Regions from separate parts of the Mus musculus genome. Here all the other regions are linked to region 1. A link is a contact called in public HiChIP or PLAC-seq and promoter capture Hi-C data. All regions are on one chromosome and are shown on one strand. The core of a region is the stretch at or near the end of the contact, and the rest is flanking DNA. Distances in the headings are between cores, read along the strand shown.

What was found. Promoter capture Hi-C pulls out the DNA fragments that hold promoters and counts their contacts. HiChIP or PLAC-seq counts read pairs in DNA pulled down with a chosen protein or histone mark.
Region 2: a contact with region 1 is called in an H3K4me3 HiChIP or PLAC-seq map of embryonic limb bud, with 4 times the contacts expected there. The contact joins the promoter of Necab3 here to the enhancer-like site in region 1. A contact is called at or near these places in 4 of 39 promoter capture datasets (erythroid cells, liver and pre-B cells), 1 of 484 Hi-C or Micro-C datasets (brown adipocytes) and 2 of 115 datasets of contacts at active chromatin or transcription factors (bone marrow-derived macrophages and embryonic limb bud).
Region 3: a promoter capture Hi-C map of pre-B cells shows a contact between it and region 1, with 2.6 times the contacts expected there. The contact joins the promoter of Ggt7 here to the enhancer-like site in region 1. A contact is called at or near these places in 1 of 39 promoter capture datasets (pre-B cells), 1 of 115 datasets of contacts at active chromatin or transcription factors (bone marrow-derived macrophages) and 2 of 9 other capture datasets (liver and macrophages).

The regions. Positions count from the first base shown.
Region 1 is chr2:155,048,701-155,053,056 of GRCm38.p6, reverse strand. a (nonagouti) reads right to left here. Exons shown (of 4, transcript NM_015770.3): 4 at 2,045-2,429. The coding sequence ends at 2,259. Among named protein-coding and RNA genes, the nearest start is that of Gm39965, 5.2 kb to the right of the region's middle. Within about 2 kb of position 2,221, at least 406 of the 459 cell types and tissues checked have an H3K27ac peak or open chromatin away from gene starts, as enhancers often do. A contact at or near this core is called in bone marrow-derived macrophages, brown adipocytes, embryonic limb bud and 4 more, where this site is marked.
Region 2 is chr2:154,556,506-154,560,861 of GRCm38.p6, reverse strand. It overlaps Necab3 (N-terminal EF-hand calcium binding protein 3), which reads left to right and starts at 2,009. Exons shown (of 13, transcript NM_021546.3): 1 at 2,009-2,124; 2 at 3,781-3,805. The coding sequence starts at 2,023. It overlaps E2f1 (E2F transcription factor 1), which reads left to right. Exons shown (of 7, transcript NM_007891.5): 7 at 1-1,462. The coding sequence ends at 174.
Region 3 is chr2:155,513,094-155,517,449 of GRCm38.p6, reverse strand. It overlaps Ggt7 (gamma-glutamyltransferase 7), which reads left to right and starts at 2,604. Exons shown (of 15, transcript NM_144786.2): 1 at 2,604-2,821. The coding sequence starts at 2,653.

The DNA of each region.
Region 1 (4,356 bases), core at 972-3,471:
CCAGTCAAAGCTACACACAGTGGTATTTTTGTCTCAAAACAAAACCAAAATTAACAAGCCTGCGTAAACAGGCTGAGGGTGGGACTTTGTGTCCCAGCTTCACTGCTGGGAGATAGTACCTGGTCGATAAACAGTGTCAGGAAAACACAGGCACAGTTGTTGCAATGTGTTCCCAATATTCTCATTACTGGTGACACTTACTCAGCAGCAGCTGTCATGCAAGGAACAAAATGTTCTTGCCTTCTGGGTTTGCAGGCCAAATGACAGAAAACAGAACAAGCAACTGGCAGGTTCTCTGTGAGTGTGTGTGTGTAGCTGTGTTAAGGCATAGAGAAATAACAACTTCCTGGAGTTTTACAAGAACAGCAGGAATTAGTGTTTCTCATTTTAAAGATAAGTATAAGACAGCTCAGGGAGACACACAAGGACTTTCCCAGGGTCAGCACTGTGTAGGCAGCTTTGCCTGGACCACCTGTCTTTTCTTGTGTCCTGTCCAGGTGGTGGTTCGGTAAAGGTGTTGGCTTCCATTGTTTCCACACTAGTAAGTATGCCACCAAAGGCACAACCTGGGTCTTTATTTGGGAAGGTCGGAGGCAAGAAGGGGGATCTGAAGGAGATAAATAAATTTGTATTTATCATAGATATTTTTGTATGATGTGTTTGAGAGTGCATGTATATTGTAGCAGTTAGACATCTCTGGAGTCTCTTTTACATGGGGCTTGGCATGCTTGTGAGCCATCTTGTCAGCCTGTTTAAGGCATTTGAAAGAATAATGGCAAACAGACACAAAGGCCTGAAAGACTGATCCTGTATCAGACCTTATGCCTCACTGTACACACACACACACACACACACACACACACACACACACACAAACACACCCCTCTTGCTCCCTCCCCCTCTCTAGTTATCAGTGCTGAGATAAGATAACTTCTCTATGGAATCTTTTTTGGGGGTGGGGGTGGTCAGGCCTTTTTGTTTTCTTTTGGTATTGCTAGTGTAGTAATTTGCAGGGGTAGAGTAGGGGCAACTTAGACTAGGGAAGGAGCTCTGTGCTGCACACTTTCTTCTCAGCCTTTCTTCCTAGCACTATGTGCACAGCTCCATAGCCTCCTCCACAAGTAGACGACATTGTCTATAGCCCTTCCTCTAGTCTCAAAGGGCGTCCATTTGCCCCTCCCTGCTGGTCCTTCCTTACCGAGCCCTGCTTCCCAAACTCTTGACTCCTTCCTGCGAGTGTTCTACCTCGCGCAGTTCTTTCAAAATTACATCACCACACCTCAGCTTCTTACAGACTGAGACTCTGAGGGACTTCAGGAAACAGTCTGGAACATTTTTGGCAATTGGTCCTTAATAATTTCGCTCGATTGCTGCTTTTCAGCCCCATCCCCACTCCCAACCCCCACACTTTCTTACTGGTCAACGGAACTAGGGTGAAGATTGAGGAAGGCTATCTAAAATTTTGTGTCTTTGGGAGTCTAAGCTCAAGATTTTTAGAATTAAAAAAAAAAAGGCTGGGACTACTGCCTGGCGTAAGAAAAACTCTCAGGTCCAAACATCCGTGTGCCCTTGTGACTAAAAGAGGAGTGGGTTTGGGTGGTGACTTTGATTGAGAGCCTCTTAAAAGTTCTGGAATCCTCAACCCAAATCCTTTTGGATTTAGAAAGCCATTGCAAATGCACGGTCCCGCCTCCCCTCGCCCACCCGGCTGAGACTGCTAATGGAATTCTGAACATCTTAAGATTTTTGTGCTCCCGCTTAAGAGAATGGGTGAAAAGACTGGAAGGTGGTTCCCTAATGGCTTCTTTCCCTTAGTTTGGAGGCAGCCTAGACACTGGCAGACTGGAAGGAACTGCCAACATTGTGCCCATCCCTAAGATGCAGCAACAGCAACCACGCGAGCAGCTGTAGGCGCTATGTAGTTTCCCTATGGGCAAGAGTGGCTGGCGCGTGCGCAGACTGCGGGGTATCCGCAAGGACCAGACTCTATAATGGAAAGCGGCCGGAAGCTTTCGGCTTTTAAAAGAAATAGTCACACTTCCTCGGCAGCCTAAAAATATTATTGTATTCTGATTTTAGCTTCCACTAGGTTTCCTAGAAAACCGGTTTTTTGAAAGCGCCCACAAGTCACAACCACTGACCACGCCCACCCACAAGCCCCACCCACAGAGACCCGCCCCTCAGCCTAGAAGCGCGGGACCCTGAAGCCCCGCCCAATCACCCGTTCCCGAAGCTGCGCGCGCAGCGAAGAAGCTGCGTCAGCAGTTGGGGTTGAGTACTCGACAGGTGCAGGCGCTGCCGAAGAAACGGCACTGGCAGGAGGCGCACGGGTCGCAGCAGGCGGGTGCGGGTGGCTTGCAGCTGTCGCGGGTGGCCACGCAGGGCGAAGGTGGCGGGGGCCTTGCCACCTTCTTCATCGAAGCCTTTTTCTGTAGGAGAGACGTTGAGGACTACTGAACGGGCTACGCCATCCTGCGATGCTCATGTACTGTGGAGGTCCAGGACCAGAGACCTCTGCCCCCCTTTTTTTTCATGCACACAGGGCATCCCAGTGGGTCCTTGCCCTCCACCCCAACCTGCACATCGCCTTCATCTTCAAGCTTACCTAGCTCTGACCTGGCCCTTTTCTTAGGCCCCACTTAGCCCCAATTTTAAACAACCTTCCGGTTTGAAGCCTGTCACCATCCGTGTTATCCATTGCCCCTGGGTTAGGCCACTCACTGTCTTCTTTCCCTTAGCCACCCTGTCCTCTAGAGTTAACATCCTCCAGTGGCCAAAGAAGGCCCTTCCTATGACCTCATCGTCCGCTTAAGGGCTCCCAGTGATTTCTCTAGGGAGAAACAAACTTCCTTTTGGCCCTGGAGGACTCCTGTGTTTGGCATCTGTCCTTTGGGCTAGCTACCCCATAGCCTAGAGACATTCTAGCACTGGTAGTCAGGTCCTGTGTGCTGAGGAACCGAGTTTTCTATTTAAGTGTAACGTAAACATATATTTTCCTGTTAAACATAAATACTAGGTCCACATTTAGCGTTGGAATTGATGTGTGCAGTGACAGCTATTTACCAGATTTTAAAGACTGCACAAAAGTAACTTTAAAAAAATTTTTAGATGTTGAAATAGTAATACTTTATACCGAGTTTTAAATATTGTTAGTCTTTTAAGGCAGCTATTAGAAAATACAAAATTATACATTTATGGCTTATACTGTGTTTCTACTGGACATTGCTCTAGATTACTAATTTTTTTTGTTTAATGCTACTTCTCTAGGCTTTCCCCATGCTTTAATTCCTTTACAGTATGTATCATATAAGACTTTAGATTTCTTTATTGATTTACTTGAAGGCTGGTTTCCCCACTCAGACGTAAGCTCCACACAGCTATAATCTCTTGTTTACTGCTGTATTGCCAGCACCTAGCATGTATATGTATTTTGTTCAGTGCTCCCTGCTTTGGTTATAGTTGATCCAATTAATTGAGCCACACTACACAGGAATAGTATGTGCATTTCAACAATGCCTCAATCTGCTATTTATCAGAGTGTAGGAACCTGTATTATCGTAGTATGATTTTAGGTATAGGTACAAAAACATGAAATGGTCCTCAGTCAGCGAGAAAGCATTCTTTTTTCTGTCTGTTTCGGTTTGGAAGGCTCTGTTTGGTCCTAGCATGTCCTTAATTGCTTTTTTCAAGGCATTCTAACTGCCTTTTAACAAAGTGTGTTTTAGTAGCCTGTTTCAACTTGTGGGTCAAGAACCCCTACGGGGTCCTAATAACCCTTTCACAGGGGTTGCCTAAGACCACCGGAAAACACAGATATTTGCATTATAATTCATAACAGTAACAAAATCACAGTTATGAAGTAGTAATTAAAATAATTTTAAGGTTGGAGTCACCACAACATAAGGAACTGTATTAAAGGGTTAAGGAGCCTCTAGCACATATTAACATCCAGCTGACTTTAACATGGTATTTATTATTAATTATTAATTATTTGCCATAGTGGGAATTGAACCCAGGGCTTTGTGTGTTACAGGCAAGCTTTAGTACCCCACTATATCCCCTCATTTAACAATATTCATTTTGTGAGAGCATCTCAATTTGCTTAGGTGGTCGTTGAATTTGCTGCAAAGCTCCAGCAGCCCTTGAACTAGGGATCCCCCTGCCTCAACCTCCTAAGCCCCTGGGATTGCAAGCCAGTGCTGCCATGCTCAGCTAACAGTATTTTATTTTTGTTGAGTCTCTTAATCTAGCTACAGCAAATGATGTTGTTTTCTATCATACTTCTGTTTTTCAGTGGCTGTGCAGCCCAGGCTCTTTCAGAACTTGCTAGGTAGTTTAGGATAGCCATGAACTCCT
Region 2 (4,356 bases), core at 760-3,259, 490 kb after region 1:
GACTCACTCCTGGAGCATGTTAAAGAAGACTTCTCTGGGCTCCTCCCTGGGGAGTTCATCAGCCTCTCCCCACCCCACGAGGCCCTTGACTATCACTTTGGTCTCGAGGAGGGTGAGGGCATTAGAGATCTCTTTGACTGTGACTTTGGGGACCTGACCCCTCTGGATTTCTGACAGAAGCCTAGGGATTCAGGGTGTCTGGAGATGCCCACCTGTCTGCAGCTTTGGAGCCTCCTGCCCTGGGCCATCCTTCCTGCCTCATTGGAATAGCACGATCCATACCCTCTGTCCCAATAGCTTCTAGCTCTGGGGTTTGGTTGCTGCCACATTGAGCAGACCAAAATGGGAAGGATGTTGTACAGTGTGTGTGCATGCACCCCACACTGCGCACTGTGTGCCTGGGGTGTGTGTCTGAGTGTGTGTGTGTGTGTGTGTGTGTGAGTGTGTGTGTGTGTGTGTGTGAGTGTGTGTGTGTGTGTGTGTGTGTGTGTGTGTGTGTGTGTGTGTGTATGTATGTGTATGTGCACGTGTGCCCGGGAATGAAGGTGAACACATCTGTATGTGTGCTGCAGACACATCCTGGTGTGTCCACATGTGTGCATGGATCCATGTGTGCGCATTGGGGTGGGGGTGGGCTCTAACTGCACTTTTGGTGTCCTTGCTGCAGGGGCCCTGTGAGGCCCAGGGTGGCTGCCTGCTTTCAGAATCCTGTGTGTCAGCCAGGCCGGGTGGTACAGCTTGCCTGGCTGGGTTTGCAGGGCAGCAAGAGCACTGCTTAAAAGTTTTCCGATCGAAGCTTTAATGGAGCGTTTATTTATTTATCGAGGCCTCTGGCAAGCCTGGGGGGATAAGCAAAGGGTGGGGGGCATGGGTGATACCTTAAGTCCCTGTTCTCTGAAGCAAGGGCAGGATCCCTACCCAAGAGTTGCTGAGGCCCAAGCAGTTTATTTATTGGGAAAGGGAGAGGGAGACAGACTGACAGCCATGGATGGGCTGGAGAAACAGTCCCTTTGTACCAGTACTCCAGCCGCATGTATCCAGGGGATCTGAGATGGGGAGGGTACGTGAGGGCCTTGGCTGACTGCGGCCAGGAGGGGTGGGTATGCGTCCTTCCTATGGCTGGAGTGCTCCTCTGCTGTCCTCCCCACCCTCCAGTCTGCACTTTGATTTGTTTCCTAACAGTTCTGTTCCCTCCTGCTTTGATTTTAATAAATGTTTTGATGGTGTTAGGGCTGGGTTTGAAACTCTCCGCCAGCCAGAGTGAGGCTAGTGTTGGAGGGAATGTTCACTCCCTCTTCCTATCTGACTTAATTTCCTTTCAGTTTGTAACCCCTTGAGAAGAAAACTGACCCAATGGTGGGTAGGGAGTTATGCTTGGGACCTAAGTACAGAAGAGGGAGCGTCAGAGTCAGCTTGCTGTGCACCTTCTGAACATTAGTAAAGATGCAACACAGTGAACTGTGTTTGTGTCGAATGCTTTCCTGTGTGTATGTGCGTGGGCCTACGCTTGCAGCTGCTGTTCCCTCCCTATAGGCCTTGTAAGTAGAAGACCAGGGAGAGTTTCCTGAAAGGTGCTGGGGCAGAGATCTGGGAGAAGGAAGGGGTGATTGGCAATCCATGACTTGTGTTAAAGCATAGATGGAAGTCCTCTGAGCTGAGCATCTACAAAGCTTACTTCTTTACAACCTGGGGGCTAAGGGGGAAGGCTATTATCCTCATTTGACAGGGAAGTGCAGATGTCCAGATATAAAACGCTTGTGGGTCTGATCTATTAGGGCTCCTGCACTTAGAGCTTTGCCTGCCCACACCCGACTGGGTGGAGCGCCGGTTCCTGTGGGACTCCTGGCAAGATGTCATTGCCAGTGACTTCTGGGGTGACTCCTTTTGGAAGCCTCTTCCAGGCGGGGAAACCGAGGCCAGGTGGGGGCGGGGCCATGCTTGGGCCAATGGGCGCGCGCCCCGCCCCCAGCCAGCCTGGGCGGCCTGGTAACCGCAACCCGCAGCCTTGCAAGCCTCCGAGCCATGGCGTGCGCCGGGCTGCTTACTGTGTGCCTGCTCGGGCCACCTGCGCCCCAGCAGCCGCGACACTCTGCGCCTGCCGCGGGACACGCGCTTTTCCAGGACGTGAGTGGGGCACCGGCGGGCGGGCATCAGGCTCCCTAGGTCTCAGTCTTCCATGTCCCTGTCTCTCCCTCCACATCTGTTGGTCCTGCTTCGGTCCCTCTCCTAGACTATCTGTGACCCTGCTGTTGTGATCCTCCTGCCTTTTTGTCTTCCTGCCATTGCATTTCTTGTGCTGTCTGTGCCGCTCCGTGTCTCTCCTTGTCTCTCAGCAGTACTGCCCCTCACCCTAATTGTGTCCACTGGGGCTGGGGACTGCCAACACTCAGTCACAGCAGCCTGCTCCATGGCAGCCCCGGCTGGGCTGATAGGACAGGGGAGCCTACCTAGACCTTGAAGGAGCTCTGTCCTGCCCCGGAAGCCTCAGGCCTGATCAAGGGTGGCAGAGTCTTACAGTTGGTAAGGGACTCCTCTCATGGGCAGCAGGTGGCCTTGAGCCCCCTTTTGTAGATGTAGAGCATCCTACCCTGTCTCAGATCGCTGTGCAATCTTCCTGTGCTACCTTACCTAGCTAGAGGCAAAACTCCAAGTGCAGGAGCCCTAGCTCTGAGCGCCTCTCTTTCCCCCTTCTACTATGTGCTCAGCAAGTCCTGGCTCTCTTCTGCCCCTATTCTAGAAGTCCCTGCCAGTGTAAGAGGCTGTTGTGCCCCCTCCCCAATGCCCTAGTGACTCAGCACCTTGACCATGGTCCTTCAAGCCTGAGGAGGCATGTTTCAGGTCAGGAGGCACCCTGGGGTATGAATGGAGTATCTTCATTCAAGCTTAGCTCTCCTGCCCCACTCCCATCCAAATTACCCCAGCCCGGCTGCGTTGAGCTGCTGTGTGATCCCAATCCAGTAGCAGCCCTTTCTCTGAGTCAGCCTAAGGGTTATATTGGTTGATTAGCCTAGTGACCCTGAGGGAGTTGGGTGGAAGAGTTTAGCATTCAGGACCCTGGGCTCTATGAGTTCTGTCTAGGCTTTGAACTTGTCTGTTTCATCATTGCCTCTACAAATAAAATCTACGGGCCGTTGCCACCCTCCTTGTTCCTTACACAAATGTGTACACACAGATGCCCACAGTCTTCATGATGAATTGGCCTTATAAGAGGTCCCAGCCCTGAAAGGGTTAAACTCTAAGCTGCTCCCTCACATACTAGTGGGAAAACCAGAACACCCAAAATAAGCAGGCACAAGGGAAAGAGCCTGTTCAGTGAGGGTAGGTGGAGAATAGTGTGTGGACTTGGGAGAATACCCATAAAGTCAGGGTGGGGGAGGGGTGGGGAGGGAAACATTCAGATCTGATATGGCTTCCAAGGCTTCTCAGGAAGATTCTTAGCCCATCTGTCCAACCTTCCTCAAGCTGGGAACATGCCAAAGGCTGCTACATCAGAGCCAACTCGGGCTTGACTCCAGCTGTGGGAGGTGAAGGTACAGAGAGCTGGCCAGGAGCACCCACCCACCGTGAAGCCAGCCCTACAGCAGGAGGGAGTCAGCACTAGGGCTTGCTGTGAGAGCTTCCTGTGCTACCTTGCTGGAGACTCCTGCAGGACTTCCCTGAGCAGGGTGAAGGCGATGCAGGGGGGCTGGCTGCCAAGCTGGAGCCCCACTGGCTTGGGAGGGGCACCCCTATCTCCCTGGCTCCCCTCACAGTGCCCACTTATTTCCCTTTGTCCCCTAGGTTTTCCGAAGAGCAGACAAAAATGGTGAGTGGTTTCTTCCCTTTGGGTCCCACAGTGTGTGTGTGTGTGTGTGTGTGGGTGTGTGTGTGTGTGTGTGTGTGTTGGGGGGGCAGAATGTGAGAGTCAGGGACTTGGGAGGTATAGTGGGGCGGGGGCAGGGTAGAAGAGCTAGGGACTTGGAGGTACAGCTTGAAGTCTCGAGAGCTCAAAATGGGGGATCAAGCAAGCAACCCTTCCTGGAGTGTACAGAATAGGGAGTGGGAAGTGTGGTTTGATCTGAGGCTGGAGGTGGGGGCTTATGTTAAGACATTACTCTAGCTCAGTGATGGTAGTGTTGTAAGATGTCCTTACAACAGCTTTCTAGGTGGGAATTCTTCATTCCATTTCACGGTAAAGGAGTGGAGGTTCAGAGAAGTGAGTCAGTTGTGGGCCTGGGATCCAGACTTGTGTGGGACATCACCCCAGGCTCCCTGAATGAGGGGCAGGGCACTCATCTGGCCTTCACTTTTCCTTTCCCTGGGCCTGCAGGCTCTTGTTTCAGCCTCTTTGTGTCCCCAGCGCTTGCCCTTTCATGG
Region 3 (4,356 bases), core at 1,355-3,854, 460 kb before region 1:
CAATATGAACCTTCCTGCTAACTCGTTCTGATTCTCTCCCACCTCTTAGGACATGTCATTCTTTTTGCCTCCATAAATCTCCATCCTGATGTAAAGTACAAGACTCTTAAGTGAAGACGAGGAGGATCCTTCAGATATTGGCTCCAAACGCACAAATTCTCTTAGCACTAAAGGTAAATTCAGAAAAGGAAGGGAAATGTCACAAAGTCGGGGAGCAGATAAAGATCAAGTTATGGTCAGATCTGAGTTCTTGTATTGTTTGTTTTTACTAACATAAACAGAAAGCCAGATCTTAAAATACAAGGTCTATGCAATATAAAATAATACAAGTATAAAGAGGAAAAATTACATTCTTTAATTCACCTAAGTACACACCTATCTGCCACAAATTGAGTTTACTTCCCTCTGGCGTCCCTCTATCCTCTTCACCCAAAAGGAAGCCGAGCAGGACACCCTCCACTTCCTTCCTACAGTTATCACCAAGGACTACCTCATCTTACAATTCAGACTGTCAAAACAAGGATCTTTAATTATTTAGCTACAAGAGTGAATCTGAGGTCTGAAGCAGCCAGCTCCTGCCATTTAATGTCTACTTAGGGCTTGTGACCCATCAACTCACCTGCTACACTGATCTTTGTCCAACTGACCATATGCTTAGCCCACCCTAAACTGAAAAACACATGCTCAGACATATGATCCAGAGCCAACCCAATCCTGAGGGGAGGTTTTAAGGCTCACTAAGCACATACAGACCTTGTAGAATAGACAAGGGTCTCAGCGAGGGAACAGATACTTTCTCAAGGAGACATCAACCCCTCTGAACAAATACACACTTCATTGAAATTGCACAAACTATATTAAGAAGGCAGAGCTTTTTCTGGAGGTCTCAGACCCCTCGGAAAAGCCCTGCTTATAGGATGCAGATGGCATTACCAGGCTAAGAAACAGGCTTTCCTCTAGGAGATAAAGACTTCACTAAAGATATCTGAACCCCGATGAGAGGGTTCAGTCCTCACTGAGGGCCTTCTACATACACTGACGGAGTGGACAGCACTCAGGCCACACAGATCTCATTGGCGACAAAACTCTCATTGGAATAGAAGGAGTCACAGAAACAATGATCGCTATAGACTCCAACAATAAGAACCTCTGTATGGGGAAGAAGGCATAAATAAGTTTGCCTATTGATCTGAAGACCACCATCCCTTATTCCCAATTCCACTGCCCAGCTCTGACCCTCCATTCTTCCTAAACCTTTCTCCTGCAACTGTTCCCTATCTACTGCTGCCCCCTGCTGTCTATAAGTAGCACTGCAGCTCCATGATCCATGGTAAATGCTAAAACAGTTCAAGTCACACTGAGCCTGGAGCCAGGGACCAGGAAAGAAAGGAATATTGTGTGTCCACAGCTTCACCAATCCCATCTCCCTACTTGTGGACTGAATAGTAGAAGTTTGGACTTATAACTATCATTCTTGGAGCTAGGAGAGTGGTTCCAGAGATGGGCTTGGCAAGTACAGAAACACATTCTCCTTCTTACCTTCCCCTCTTCTTTCTTTGTTTCTTTCCTCCTCCTCCTCCTCCTCCTCCTCCTCCTCCTCCTCCTCCTCCTCCTCCTCCTCCTCCTCCTCCTCCTCTTCCTCCTCCTCCTCTCCTTTTTTCTTCTTTTGATGCTGTGTGTCAAACCCTCACACAGACAAGCACTCTACCAAGGAGTTACTTCCTAAGTTCTTAGCCGTCTATCCTTCCCATCCCACCGCCCTGCTCTACCACACCATTATTACTTCTTTTACTTTAACTTCAGAACCACATCAAGCATTCTTTAAAATGCCAAAGAATATTAAGGTTCCAAAGGCCATGCTCTGGCCTACTGAATCGCTTTTCCTGGAGTGGAATCTGAGGATTTGCTTCTAAAGATTTTAAAGTTGGGGGTGGGCTTTCAGGAAGGGCCAATCTCCTATGCTGATACATCAGGGCAGTTCCAGAAGGAGTTGGGGTTTAAAAGAGAAATGTGAGCAATCTGGGGGAGGGAGGGCACAGGAAGGAGTGTGAGATCAAAAGAGAGGTTCAAGAGGGGCCTGCAGGTGAAAAAGCAGTCAGGATGAAGTAGGGGTTGGAGATTGAAAAGGAATCTTGGGATGAAATGAAGTCAGAGTCGTAAGTCAAAAAGAACACTGCGGGTATGAAGAGTAAGTAGTCTTAGTGGGGTCGGAAAAGTAGTTTGAGATCAGAAGAGGGGAATCTTGGCGACCACAGAGAAATTTGGAGTCCAGGAAGTGAGTGGTCCGAAGAGGATCTGAAATCAAAGAGAAATTTGCGCTCAAAAGTCAGTCTGTGGTTCTAGAAGCATATGGAATCTGGGCTGGATTCAGACTGGAAGGAGGAAGGGCCAGGGATTGTTTGAGGATCCCAGAGTAGCGTCTTCATCCTGGCAACCTTCCACTGTCCTCTGGGCTCCCATCCTCCTGCACCTGCCTGCAGGCTGCAATCAGTAGACTTTAAGCAGGCGGGGGCGAGTCATACTAGGACACTGCTGACGGTGGGGGCGCCCCCTCCCGGCTGTCCAGGAGCTCAGACCCCGCCCTCCGCCCTCGCACCCCCCTCTTCACTGCCACTTCCGGCAGGCGCTGCGCTGCTGGGGGTTAGGGCGAGGATGGCGGCTGAGAACGAGGCTAGCCAGGAGAGCGCCCTAGGCGCCTACTCACCAGTGGACTATATGAGCATCACCAGCTTCCCGAGGCTGCCGGAGGACGAGCCAGCGCCTGCGGCCCCACTGAGGGGCCGTAAGGACGAGGACGCCTTCTTGGGAGACCCGGATACTGGTGAGGCCCTCTGGCCCCATCCCTGCCCCGCCTTGGGGGGTTGAGGGTGGGGGCTGGTGTCCTGGTCCTCCTCCTCCTGTTCTGAGCATCCATTTCCAATCTCCCATCTCCTTCATTCATCCTCTGCATCCTGGACCTCTCCCCTTCTTCCTCAGCCCTGTTAACTGTCTGGTGGGAAAGGGGGTATTTTTGCCTTGGAGGCGTAGGATGCGACACGGGAGGGGATGCAAGGACTGCAGCAGGAGAGATTATGATTACCTTTTAGGAAGAACCTATTGAGAAAAAAGGGATGCTGGAGGGGAGAGCCTAAAGAACAGCTGTGGTCACCTAGTAAAAGCTTTTCTCTAGCCACAGAGGACAGGATAGAAAAGCCAAGTAGGAGACTGCAGCAGGCGGGATGGAGTCTAGATCTTCAGGAGAACTTCACCATAGCCAGGGATTATGGGAAGCAGAGTGTCCCGAGAAGAGCTGAGAATCTATCTCTTCATGTCCAGAGAGGGGTAAAGAAAATGTGATTCCTCTCTGTCTGGGGATTCTGGGTATTGGGAGACAAGGGGATGGACGGCATGACCTCTCAAAGTCCTTGGGGACTACAGTGCCTTTGCTGTTCTGTGGATTACCCTACCCCTTCCAGAGATGGGGATCTGGCCCGGATGTTAGTCAGGTCGGTAGGAGCTTCTGGTCAGCAACAAGATCTGTGTTCTCCACCCTCTGCTGAAACTGAAGGAGATGGAGTTTGGGAAGGAAGCTGGGCTTGAGAGAGGGAGCTGGGGACCAAGAGATCCGTTGGTATTCCTCCCCTATTGCTATCTCTCCTGCCCATGTGGTCCAGCTCTGTGCTCCCCACCATTCTTTATCCAGCATCCCTCTGCCCTCTTTCCTTCAACGTCACTTCCTGGCACCAGAGCATTCTTCTGCTCCCTGACTTCCTCCTGGTGGTGCCTGCACTTGAGCTATATCCCTGTCTATACCGGAGGATGCTGCTCCGGCCCTTTCTAGCCTGGCTCTTCCATTGTCACTCCCAGCCTGGCGACTGAAATCCTCTCCTCTGCTTCCTGACCACCAGAACCCACCAGCCTGACTGGATCTCACTTTACCTGTGATGGGATTAAGAATGGGCTGTGTAGACTTTGGGACCTCAAATGTCAGAGCTGCCTGTCAAAACTAATTTTCTTGGGGGGGGGGCGCAGGGTAGCCTTGGCGGTACAAGAGTGGATGTGGGAAAGGATGTCCTGGTGGAACCTTCTGGTCATCTATTGACACCAGCCACCTGGTCAATTTGGGTTTTCTATTCAGAGATTAAGAGCAGTACAGCCGTGACTTACTACAGTTTAGTGGGTGTGCCTACCCTGTACTGGGCTTTCCTTTTCTCCTCCACCTCTATAAAGCATATCCAGATAACAAAGCAGGACCTTTGATCTGTCTTCTTCTGGCCCCCGTTAAAGGTCACTGCTTTATTAAAAAGCCTGTGGTTATTTATTTGGGCTTACTGTTGTCTATGAGGCCTCGAAAAGCAGGGAGTGTGGCTTTTTCAT